Regions from separate parts of the Gossypium hirsutum genome. Here all the other regions are linked to region 3. The links are chromatin contacts, called in public Hi-C maps. All regions are on one chromosome and are shown on one strand. The core of a region is the stretch at or near the end of the contact, and the rest is flanking DNA. Distances in the headings are between cores, read along the strand shown. Region 1 has its middle 27 kb from the start of LOC107902049. Region 2 holds the start of LOC107902049 (NAC domain-containing protein 2-like). Region 3 has its middle 43 kb from the start of LOC121218839.

Region 1 (3,930 bases), core at 1,094-3,593, 180 kb before region 3:
TAACTCATTGAAAAAAATCAAATTAAATGAAAATTAATATTTTCAATGATTTAAATTTATAAGCACGTTTAATAATTTATAATAAAAAATTGTAGAATTTTTCAATAAAAAAGTAAGAAAAATAACAAATAGATAAGGAATTACTCATCACTTAATGTATAATTTTTTAATTATTTTTATTTCTTTTAACATTGTCCTTTAAAATGCATTATATTTAAAATTTTAAAAAATATACATTTATTAAACTATCTAATTATATTATGTACTTAATTTTAAGAAATACATCAAACAATTTTTACAACTTAAATTTGGTATTTAATTTTTAATACATAAAATTTCAACATTTAATTTTTTTCGTATTTAAAATTTAATTTATGAAACAACACCTAAGTATGTTTTCTAATAGGCATTGGCTCATTGATGTTGGTTACTTTGTGCAATATGTGAGGCTATGAGTATCCTATTTTGCAGCCTAATAAGTAAACATGGTAAAAAAGACAGCTACAATTAAATAATTTTAAGAATTGAAAAGTATAATTAAAATACTTCAATTACATTTAATTTAGTAAAAATTACTAATTACAATAATTATCTAAATATATTATATTTATGTAATTACAAATAATTATATCCAAATTCAATTAATATAGCTTTTCGAACACCAAACATTTAAATTAATGTACATCAATAATAATTTAGAAGGGATAATGGGAAATGAAATATGGAAATGTCTCAAAAACATGTAGATGAATAATTCAAACCTCCTCTACCAAATCCCCAAATTCATATTAAATACGTTTTTAGAATGAAATCTCAACGATCTCATCATATCATTAAAATATTGGAATCAAATAATGCAAAGAAATTTAAAGACTCTTCACTTCTTCATGTTCTTGGTCAACGTTCTAGTCCTTTGCATCCCAGCAAAATTATATATCTTAATCAAAATACCCTCAAATTCTTCCTTCACTTTAATCTCTCTTTCTCAACGTTTCTTTCGTAACTCTGATGAATATATTATTTGGGATTATCGTAATTAATATCTTTGTATAATTTAGATGTTTAAATTTTGGTTAAAATTGAACTAATCAATTAAACTGATCTAATTCGGTTACTCAGTTAGTTAATTGATCTAATTTGGTCGGAGATCTGTTAATAATTTTGTTGGAAGTTTAGTTATCGATTATTTCGGTTCGAAATCGGGTAATTAACCGAACTTAACAATTAATAATACAAATTATATGTAGTTTTAATTAAGTTAATTCGATTAATTCGGTCAAATGAACATTATCAATTTATTTTTTGATATGTTTTATACTTGTTTTAACCAAAAATATCAAAACATATAAATTTCGGTTAACCGAAATTAAATTCGATTAACGATTAAAGAATTAAAAATTTTAGTTAACTTAATTAATAATAATTCAATTTAATTAACTGTTTGAACACCCTAATAATTATAGAATACAAACGCAATATATGGATGGTTGTCTTTATTACACTATTTAAATCTCTTATCTTTACTATGAAGTTTTCTACTAAGTTATTTTTACCAAGTTAGAATGAAATAAATTAAAAAATAATTATTATCTTTTTTTAAAAATAAATAATTACTATAAGAATATTTATGCATGTAAAATCTTCAAAATAATATATTTCAAAATATAATATCAATGTTTAAACCAAAAATGTGATATATATTACCTTTTATAATTTATTTTCTTCCACAAACATTATGGGTGTAACATAATTTTAATATATTGTATGCATATATATACATATATAAAATTGGTGTCATGAGTTAATTAAACACTAATTTAATTGAGAAACAATTAAAGTCTATTTTTTTATAAAGTAAAAAATATTAATCCAAATGCATTTTTTTATATTTTATAAATATTATTATAGTTAAATTTAAACTTAAAATAACATGATGTTTAAAACTTTAACTTAACTATCATTTGATTATATATATTACATCTCCCATCACAGATGTGCAATAATCTAGTACAAATAATTAAAATTTCAAAAGAAAAAACCCTTGTATATATAACTAATTAGCATACTTGAACTACGAAATCAATGTAACATGCATTTAATTAAATTATTAGTTATAAATGAATTTCACTAATTAAATAAATAACCTTTCGTTATAAAATAAAAAGAAAATCAAAAGTACGTAGAATATTGTAAGTTTAGAAAAAATAATTGGTAGGGAGGTGGCAATATGGGGGCTTGAATTGAAAGAAATAGAGATAGAAAGAGAAAGGAATTAATAAATAAGAATAGGTGGGGGATATGCAAATTGAGGTTTTGTGGGGTGCTCGGTCAAGAGAAACCCGTGACCACTGCTGTTGCTGATAACTACCGCCCCCACTTCTTCTCTCTCTCTCTCTCTCATTCTTCCTTATATTTCTACTTTTTTTTTCGTTAAACAATTTTTTTCATGTAATTAATATATTGTATAAAAATAATTAATATATAATATTTAAAATAAATAAATTTAAAATTTTAATTTAACTACTACTTAAAATTAAAAAAGTTATCGATTAAATCTTAACTTGATTGACGTAAACATTTTGTTAATATAAAAAGACATGAGTTCAAGTATGATGAAAATTATTATTCTTTTATTTATAAGTTAGGAAGAAACTATGAGATCACTTTAAACTTTTTAATATAAAAATATATATATGATAATTTATAATAAAAACAATAATTTCAATTTTTTTTAAACGGAACGGCACCTCCCTAAGGGAGGGGTAATGATAATATCATATGAAAATTTTCACTGAAATTTTTTTTATAGATATAGGTTTCCCGATTTTAACTTTTATGTAATTTTAAAATTTAGGTGTTTGATTTCGATGTGATTATTAATGTTAAATTAGTTTTTTTCCCATCTATTATTATGATATTTTTTAATATTGTTATTTTTTATATTATAAAATTGTGACACATTATAATTAAGATATCATTATTTGAAAATTGTAAAAAAGAATATAATTTTTTTTAAATAATTCAAACTTTCTTTAAAAAATTGTAAAAACTTAAAAAAATATATTCCAAAATATTCTAAAATTCAAAATACATAATTATGTATATTTTTAATTTAAAATTTCTTAAAATTCACAATAAAAACTCCCTCAACCAATGACAAACACCCAGAACACGTATCGAAAAATGAATTCAATTTTCAAGCTGGTGAAAACCTAGAAAGTAACTCAGCCGGAGAACTAACTATTGCGAGTTTTGTAAGCTCAAGATTTCTCTCCCTCGACTTTATAAATTCTAGGTTTTCTTGATTTTGATTTTGTTTTTCATTGAAATTTCTAGTCTAAATGATCGCGTCCAATGGCTCCTATTTATTTCAAATAATTTAATATATCCATATATAATATTTATAATATAGATTTTATGGTGAATGACCAAATTGCCACATTGTGGTAAATTTGCACTTTACTCTCTTTTTTCTCATCATTTTACTATATTCTATTTAAAATACTTTATACTTCATTCATAACCGTGAATATTCCATGCATAAATTCACAATTGGGACTTTTCTCAATAAAATGAGAAATTTACGATTAAATCCTCAAACTCTCATTTTCATTCAATGTAGTCTTAAAATTCTTTTTTCTTTATAGTAACTCACTATTATGATCGTATGAAACTTCATTAATACTTTCTAACTAATTTCTTCATATTGGGAAATTTACACTTTAGGTCCTCATAGTTTACAAATTTACAATTAGTTCCCAAAGTGACTTCATTCGTATTAGTTCATTCCCTGTGTGTTCCTCATGTCTAACAATCATCATCAATTTGATTAAATTAAATTATAATCCTTTAAAATTTCCCAATTTACAATTTGGTCCCTTTATGTCGAAATCTCTTGGTCTCAATCAGTCTCTCAAAATTTGCTTTTCT
Region 2 (3,909 bases), core at 736-3,235, 210 kb before region 3:
AGAGACTCAGACTAGACATAAAAGATATCAGTAGAAACATACTATACATATCTATGTGTAAGATATGTAGATGCAGTCTACATCGCCTACTTGAAAGGATTGGTGAACTCCCTACTTGATTCTGGGATTGGACTCCACTCCCACAACCGATCCGAGAAAGTCGTTAGTGGAAGTGAGCTGGGTAGCACGTTGAGTGAAAGCTGCTGAGCCTGTGATTGAGGGGGCAACGTAGAAAACTCGGGTTGCTGTTGTTGTTGTTGGTAAGTGTTGTAGTATTGTAGCGGATTCATTGCAGCTTGTTGGTAGCTTACTAGCCTGTGAAGATCGTCAACAACATTTGATGAAACAGAAGACGAGCCCAGTTGAAAGAGAGCGGTGGAATTGGGAAGTAAAGAAGTGCAGCCTTGCTTAGACTGATTTAAGAACAGTCCCTCCTCTTCCATTATTCCAGATGGTAACCCAAGTGTTGTTCTTATAAGGGCCGTTGGACGGTACACATTCTGCTTGGAAAGTCCAAGAGCTGTTGTAACATCAGAAGTACTACTACTGCTCCCATCAGTCTCACTTATCTTTTCAATCTCCATTTGTGGTTGTGATTGTCCTCCTCCAAACCCTTGAAACCTTTCCATGGCTTGTTGAGCTGCATCTTGGGCCTGCGAATATTTCTTTTCTGACTGCAGTACTCCTCTCGATGAGGTCAATGCCCTCGTTGGAAGACAACGGGGGAGTGAGGGGTGATCTTCAACTCCAGCTCTCTTGTACACGCGGCAAAGCGATATTTCAGCCTGAAATAAATTAAGGATTTGATGAAGGACAAAGAGATTTCAAGGTAAGAGAAACAGTTCCGACACTGAGGATTCCTTTTAGTTAGAACTCGTATTCAATACATGTGAGGTCGGTACACGGTATGGGTCATTGAATTTAAATTAGTTCATGCACGTTCCTTACAGTTTTAAGATTAAAAAGAAAAATATTTAATTGAGAAATCAGTTAATTACAACAAGGCCTGATTAAAGTTGTTTACGATGTTAGCATGTTGGCTATTATTCATTTCCTGCTTTTGCATATCCAGCTGCTTACTAAAATTGAAGCATTGGAACTCAAAATTGAAGTTGAAAAGCGTTAACTTTTAGGAGAAGTACAAAGTTGAAAGCTTTTGCTTTCCAAATGAGAAATTAGGGTTAGAGACTGCACCACATGCAAAATGGGAGAAGGAAGGACCCCGGGCCGAAAGGGTTTTTATATAGATATCAATGGTGAAGGACGATGGGTACCTTTTGATAGCGTTCAGTTTCGTGGTGAGGCAAGCGATACTCGTTCATAATCCAACTGCTTCGAATGCCTTTGGGGGCTTTCCCGGAGTAGAAGACTAGGGTTTTCTTGAGGCCAATAGATCGAGAATTCTCTCCCCGAATCATGCGGTCAGCTCCCGTTGCCTTCCAGTAGCCTGAAGTCGTGACACGATTCGGTCGATCTCCGTTTCTGTACTTTCTGTCTCTAGGCACGTAGAAGAACCATTCCTTCTCCCCAATTGCTGCCATGGCTGATGCCCCAGAAAATCAAAATACCCAAAAACAAAACAAGAATCACTGCGATTGATTGTTGTAGCTCGATCGATATATATATAAATGTATGTAGGAAGTATGGTAGTGATTAATACAGAGAAAATATATATTATATATACCAGGAAGTTCCCAAGGGTCATAGCGATATAGATCAAGAAAAGTAATGAGTTCGACATTGAAGCGCTTGCCCTCTACCTTACGGCGAAGGTAGAACTCTACAAGTTCTTCCTCGGTAGGATGGAATCGAAAACCAGGCATCACCGTATCTTGTTCATGGTCATCTTTGCTGGAGCTGCTGCTGTTGCTGTTGTTGAAGTCGAGGTCAACGTTACTGGTATTATCGTTGCTCATGCTTGCTATTGCCATAAACTAATTAACCAACAAAACTATAGGAATAATATTACGACTCATAATAAGCTGTTCTCCTCCTTCCTCGTCGATATCCTCGCCTCAGCCAGGGCAGCCCTCTTTATACCCTGAGAGCTTTGTACGAATGATCGAGCGCAACAGCGAGTGGTAGGCAAAGATAAGATCTAGAGAAAGGGTTAAAGATTGTCCGACTAACCAAATTGTAATTTGTGAAAAAGGTTATGTTTGAGAGAAAAGAAGATGTACACAGGATTGAGGGCCTACATAGGAGGAGGTATTCTTAAAGGTGTTTAAGATGAGAAAATGACATGTCTCTAAGAAGACAGGGTGGCCACAACCATTGGCGGTGCCCTTGGACATTTCTTCCTCTTTCCCTTATTTTCTCTTTAATTCCCCTTCTACTAAAGTAAAATAAATTCAAATTTAAATTGGTTTATGTTTATAGCCCATTTATAAAAATTAAATTGGAGATTCAAAACAATGCTTTGCCACACATACTATATCAGTATAATACGCAATGTACTGGATTTATCAGTTTAACCTTTCAACTATTATTTACGTTTTAAAATATATCATAAGTATGAATTTCACTACACTAAGGGTGAATTTGGATAGGCGGTGCGTTTACCTGCGGTTAGTGTAAAAACAGCTGTGGCTGTGAGATTAGATACTGTAGCGATACTGTAGCGTGAGACAAAAAGTAAACTAAACCCACCGCACCGCACCGCACCAAATCGCGCATCCAAACTCACCCTAATTCATTTTTATATATTTATTTACATGGCTGAGATCCATTATTTTTTTTATCGTCTCATTTTCTTCTTTAATCTTTATTATTTGATTCTAAGATTTATAAAGCATAGCTATATGATATGATTTAATATATATAATAAGCATACTTTCAAATTTAGCATTTATATATTTTATAATTTTAGTTTTTTTAGTTAATTTTAGTTAATTTTAGTCTTTTAACCTTTTTTTTAATAAAAATATTAACTAAAACATTAATTTTTTTTAATGATTTGGCTTGACAACCTGCGTGCTAATCCACGTGTGCTTCATGTTGACATGACACTATTTATCTTATATGTCACACTGTCAAATAATTTTAAAAAATTATAAATTTTTAATGAAAATTGAAATTTTTCAAAAATTAGTATGAAGCACATGTGGATTGCTACGTGGATTGTCATGTTTGAAAATTTAACATTTTAGTCAGTATTTATATTTTTAATAATAGAAATTGAACTGATCTTTTTGAACAATTGGTGATCAAATATGACTTTTGTTCTAAAGGTTAGAGCCAAATTTAACTAAAAAAAATAAATATCAAATTGATAAAAGATATAATTGTTGAGTACTAAATATGATATTAATTTATATCATATTACAAGCTGCATGCTCTTTAGGGATTTTTTTATGTGAAGGCTTTAATTTTTCGACAACTGGTGTGCTTGATGATTGACATATTAGCACCCTAATATTATGATTTTTTTATGACTAAGGTATCCTTGTATCTGTTATATAGTACCTAGCTTTTCACATGCTCTTACATTAGTAATAATATTCATGTCAATCGAGCTAAAATTCAATCGGCTTAGATATTACTATTTAATTTTAGAATTAATTATATTTTTTTTATAATTCCATTTTAATTTATTGCATGATTTATTTAAATTTTAACTTGATTTACTTTACTTTTAACTTTTAAGTCCCACGTGTTTTTCATTTTTAAATTTAATCTCTAATTTGAAATCTTAATTTATTTAAATTAATACTTAAGTTTAGTTTTGGTTTTTATAATTAAGCCCTTATGATTTAGGTTTTAATTTCTACTAGTTCCTTTAAACTTATTTTTTTACAAACTGATTTATATGTCGTATAATTGTTTTTATTAATATTTTACATGTTTATATTTTTAAAGGATTTACATATAACATATATCATAAAGATTATAATGTATTGATTCATTTAT
Region 3 (4,319 bases), core at 1,350-3,849:
TTTTCAATTTAGTTCTTTTTAATTAATTAACTATCGAAACGTTAAAATTTTTCAACTAAACTTTAATACCTCCTTAATGACACTCCAAAAGTATTTATAAAAATATTTACGGCTTAGTTTATAGAAACGAGGTCCCAATACCTTACTTTCTAAAACCACTTAACCTAATAAATCATTATAAAACACAAATTACCAATTCAAAAACTTTTTTAAAACCATATTTGACTCGTAAATATTAAATAATAATATTTACAAACTTACTCGTCGAATTGGTGGCCTCGAAACTACTATTTTCCACACTATTGAAAAATCATGCTGTTACAGTCATAGCCTTTCCCATATTGATAATTGTATGTATGATCCTTATACTTGAGATCATCACAGTCCCAACATTGTGAGTCGTATGCTTTGACACAGTTAAACATCTTCTATAAATGGTTGTATTATAAAGGCTGAAGTTGGGCATGCAACAATCTTTGTAATGGGATGTGAATGATCAAGATAGAATTTGTCTCTTCCACACGGGTAAAACACATAGGCGTGTTGGGTGCAGGGTTTACACGGCCATGTGACCTAAGTTAGAGAGTTACACGGCCCATGCACATGGACGTGTGAGGTCGCACACAGGCATTTAGGATAGTCACATGGCCATCTTCGGAGCCACACGGTCTGCGCTCTATCACAGGGCCATGTGACCCCTGTAGTGAAAATTTTTAGTTTTTCCCTGAAAGTTTTAATTTGTTTCGAATTGGTCCCTATTTCTTCCTAATCTATTTTTAGGGCCTCGTAGGCCCAAATTAAGTCCCGTAAGTGTATGTTTATTCCATTCTGAATCATATATGTATTTGTTAAAATTAATCTAAGAATTGGGTGCTATTTATTATGAAATGTTCTAGTTTGTACAGTAATACTCCATAACCATACTTTGATAACGAAAACGGGTTATGGGTGTTACAGTAATAGCCATAGCCTTTCTCATATTGATAATTGTATGTATGATCCTTATACTTAAAATCAACGTAGTCGCAACATCGTGAGTCGTATGCTTTGACATAGTTAAACATCTTTTGTAAATGGTTGTACTATAAAGGCTGATATTAGGCATGTCACAATCTTTGTAATCGGATGTGAATGATCAAGATAGGATTTTTCTCTCCCACATAATGGGAGTGATATCTCAGGCCCCTTGATCAAGAGAGGCTAGAAATGCATGGTCGTTCTCAAATGAGTTAATATGAGACATCATACTAATTTGTTTATCTTAGGCTACTAGAGATTTAAGAAACAAAAGATTGTACCATATAAGTGTGGTTGTTCCATGACTTGTGTTCAAATTGGATATCACAAAAGGATATACCATACGATGACATTATCATAGAAAGGTTATGATGAACAATGACTTTTTGTAATTTGGGTAGTACTGATCCATTGCTAAATGTAACTCATTGTTTGTAAAATTGGAATTATTTTAATGTCATTGCTAACATTACCATGATCCTAAAGGGACACACCCTATGATTGAAACGATTGGATTTAAAAAGAAAGTTGGAATCATATTTAACTATCACACTCGATAAATTAATTACAGAAATATTCTTATAATTAATTTTACAGAGTTGAATATTAAACATAATATGTATGCATGTTTAATGCACATACATAGAGGATCCAATTAAAATAAATATGAAATGGATTTCATATAATTTTAATGGGTATATTTTTACTATAATTATTAAGGGATTTATTTTAATTTCGACCAATGATATACTTTAAGGGTTGAAGTAAATTGATATCTTTTATGAAAAAGATATCACATTTTTATTCTAATCCCTTAAATCTATCGTAGATTTGACTATTATTTAAAGACATTTGAATGACAAATCTTGATCCATTCTCTCAAGTTAAACCCGAATTTTTTTTTTCAAAACTCTCTAAAAAGTTCAATGAGAGTTTTCCGATTATTTTCTTCTAGGTGAATACTTTAGAGGCCAGAGCAAAACGTTGTGATTGTGGTTGGATCACTGCACCAAAACACATTAATATTCTATGCTCAAATTATTGAAGGTATATTTTCTAAAATTTTTGAACTCAGATTTATTCCTGACACATAAATTCATGAATTGTGATGAGCCATATAATTTTCCATGCACCACAAGATGCACCGGCAATCCAATGATTACAAGTGAATTAATTATTAAACCAACATTTCCATGGTTTTAAAAGTTATGGCTCCATCTCTGATTAAAAATAATAATTAATGTATTACAGTTGCTCTTTACTAAACTTAGAAAAAAAAAACCAAAGTTAACAAGATGAATAAAGAGAAGCTGAATTATATCAAATCTACATGTAATATATGATTATTCTAAAGATATATAAGATAAAATTAATGAACAGAAAAGAATATGATATCATAAGAAGCAGACGCACTTTTATGATGGTTGAAGAATATAGAGGTGGATGAAAAGCAAAAGATGGGTAAAGTTGGTAGCATCATAATTGCCAGTTAATGTGAAAGGTACCGGTACGAGTCCAACCCTTGCTTGAATACCCAAAAATTGCAATCAAAGTGGAGCTGGTCACTTGGTCAGTGGTTAGAGATCATTGGTCAAACCTTCTTATCGAATTCCAACAGTCACTAAGACTTGTCCCAGTTACGTAAGGTATGAGAAGCAATCTTTTATGTTAGTTAAAGATGGTGATGGCGAGATATTGTATTGTAGATATTGCATAATAAAAAGACAAAGCCAAGCACAGAGAGTTGGCAGGTAATATCAGCATCAATGGCGAGGGTCCAGCAGCACCGATGGATTTTAATGCAATAGTCAAAGGCTTGACCGTCAGCGGACCCCTCATTTGACTCTCTGACATGATGATCATCAAATATTTATTTCTTCTTCTATACCTGTATTAATGACATGAACCAACTTTGTTGGGGCTCTGAACTCAGTTATTTTGTGCCTTTGTTTATAAAGGGTACATCATGGGAGCTGTCAGTCACTGAGTCAGTCTCTGTGAGTTAATAACGGTGGAAGGTAACTCGTGAATCATATATATCGTTGACTTATCTCCAAAGTGACAATGCAAATGCACTCACTTCCATTCCTCATCAATTCATATATTATTATGTCCCTTCTCTTTTAGCATCTGCACAATTTCTGGATGCTCTTTCGGTTTCTCATAGCATTCGTCTTTATTCGGCTATCAATAAAATGATAAATAAATAATCTAAACAAACCAACAAATATTAATCCATAATAAAATAAAAACACGTGAAAAGTTGCAATATCAGAAAGGTCAAAAAACAGAGTTTGGACCACAAAAAATAGTGTGTTTAATGATATTTTTATTTCTTTTAGTATCTGAAATTTATTATTCGTAAGCAATCATAATTTATATTGTTAGTCACTAAATTATAGATAATTTTTTTGTTTTGGTCATTTAATTAAAAGTTTTACAATTTGGCTACTGTTATTTAAAAATTTTCATTTTAAGTCACTAAACTATTTGAAAGTTATCATTTAAGTCATTGAGCTATTAATTAAAAAAAAGTTCTACTAGTGAGCTTCAAGCAACAATTCAACGGCCGGTACAGTGGAATAGTACTCATCAATGAGTAGTGGAACATACTTTATATCTAAGTCAATCTAATGATTAGTGTCAAAGATCGAAAAAAAACTGTTTGAATTTTGGTTTACAGATTTGTGAATTCAAAAGCTATTTTAAGAAAAATAAATTAAACTATAGAAGAGAAGGGGAAAGATAGCTTTTGATTGGTATAGACAGTGCTAACAGAGAAAGCCATATAGCATCGATTTTAACAGTCTAGTGACTTAAATAAAAACTTTCGAATAATTTAGTGACCAAATTGTAACTTTTTTTAATCAACTGACCAAAACAAAACTTACTCATAGTTTAATGTCTAATAGTGTAGTTTACAAAAACATTTAGAGAAATTTAATCAAAACTTATAATTTATAATATTTAATTTGAAGTGTAATTTTTTGTTAGCATTTATTACAATTAATTAAAAAAATATTTCTGTACCAAAAAAAATGTTCATCTGTAATCTCAACAAAATGTTGTTTCAACAGGCCCAAATTATGAGTTCGGCTCGTTCTACTTTGCCTTTGGAAAATCTAAAGTGTTTTCTTACCGCAAAATCAATAAAAAAACGTTTAGTTTTTGGGTCAAAATTAAGGGTGAGTAAAATTCAATTCGATTCGAAAAAATAAAAATAAAAATTAAATTTTGAGTTAAACGAATTGAGTTATTCAAATTATTTGAGTCAACTCGAATAACTCGATTCAGTTTCCAGT

Evidence for each region. Hi-C and Micro-C count contacts between places; a contact is called where the count stands out from the background.
Region 1: a Hi-C map of leaf shows a contact between it and region 3, with 1.5 times the contacts expected there. The contact joins two enhancer-like sites. A contact is called at or near these places in 3 of 34 Hi-C or Micro-C datasets (all in leaf).
Region 2: a Hi-C map of leaf shows a contact between it and region 3, with 2.4 times the contacts expected there. The contact joins the promoter of LOC107902049 here to the enhancer-like site in region 3. A contact is called at or near these places in 5 of 34 Hi-C or Micro-C datasets (callus and leaf).

The regions. Positions count from the first base shown.
Region 1 is chrD06:38,512,549-38,516,478 of Gossypium_hirsutum_v2.1, reverse strand. No RefSeq gene overlaps it. Among protein-coding and RNA genes, the nearest start is that of LOC107902049, 27 kb to the left of the region's middle. Within about 2 kb of position 2,343, at least 1 of the 9 cell types and tissues checked has an H3K27ac peak or open chromatin away from gene starts, as enhancers often do. A contact at or near this core is called in leaf, where this site is marked.
Region 2 is chrD06:38,539,307-38,543,215 of Gossypium_hirsutum_v2.1, reverse strand. LOC107902049 (NAC domain-containing protein 2-like) reads right to left here and starts at 1,985. Exons shown (of 3, transcript NM_001326918.1): 1 at 1,685-1,985; 2 at 1,275-1,543; 3 at 11-785. The coding sequence starts at 1,931. The coding sequence ends at 87.
Region 3 is chrD06:38,330,906-38,335,224 of Gossypium_hirsutum_v2.1, reverse strand. No RefSeq gene overlaps it. Among protein-coding and RNA genes, the nearest start is that of LOC121218839, 43 kb to the left of the region's middle. Within about 2 kb of position 2,599, at least 2 of the 9 cell types and tissues checked have an H3K27ac peak or open chromatin away from gene starts, as enhancers often do. A contact at or near this core is called in leaf, where this site is marked.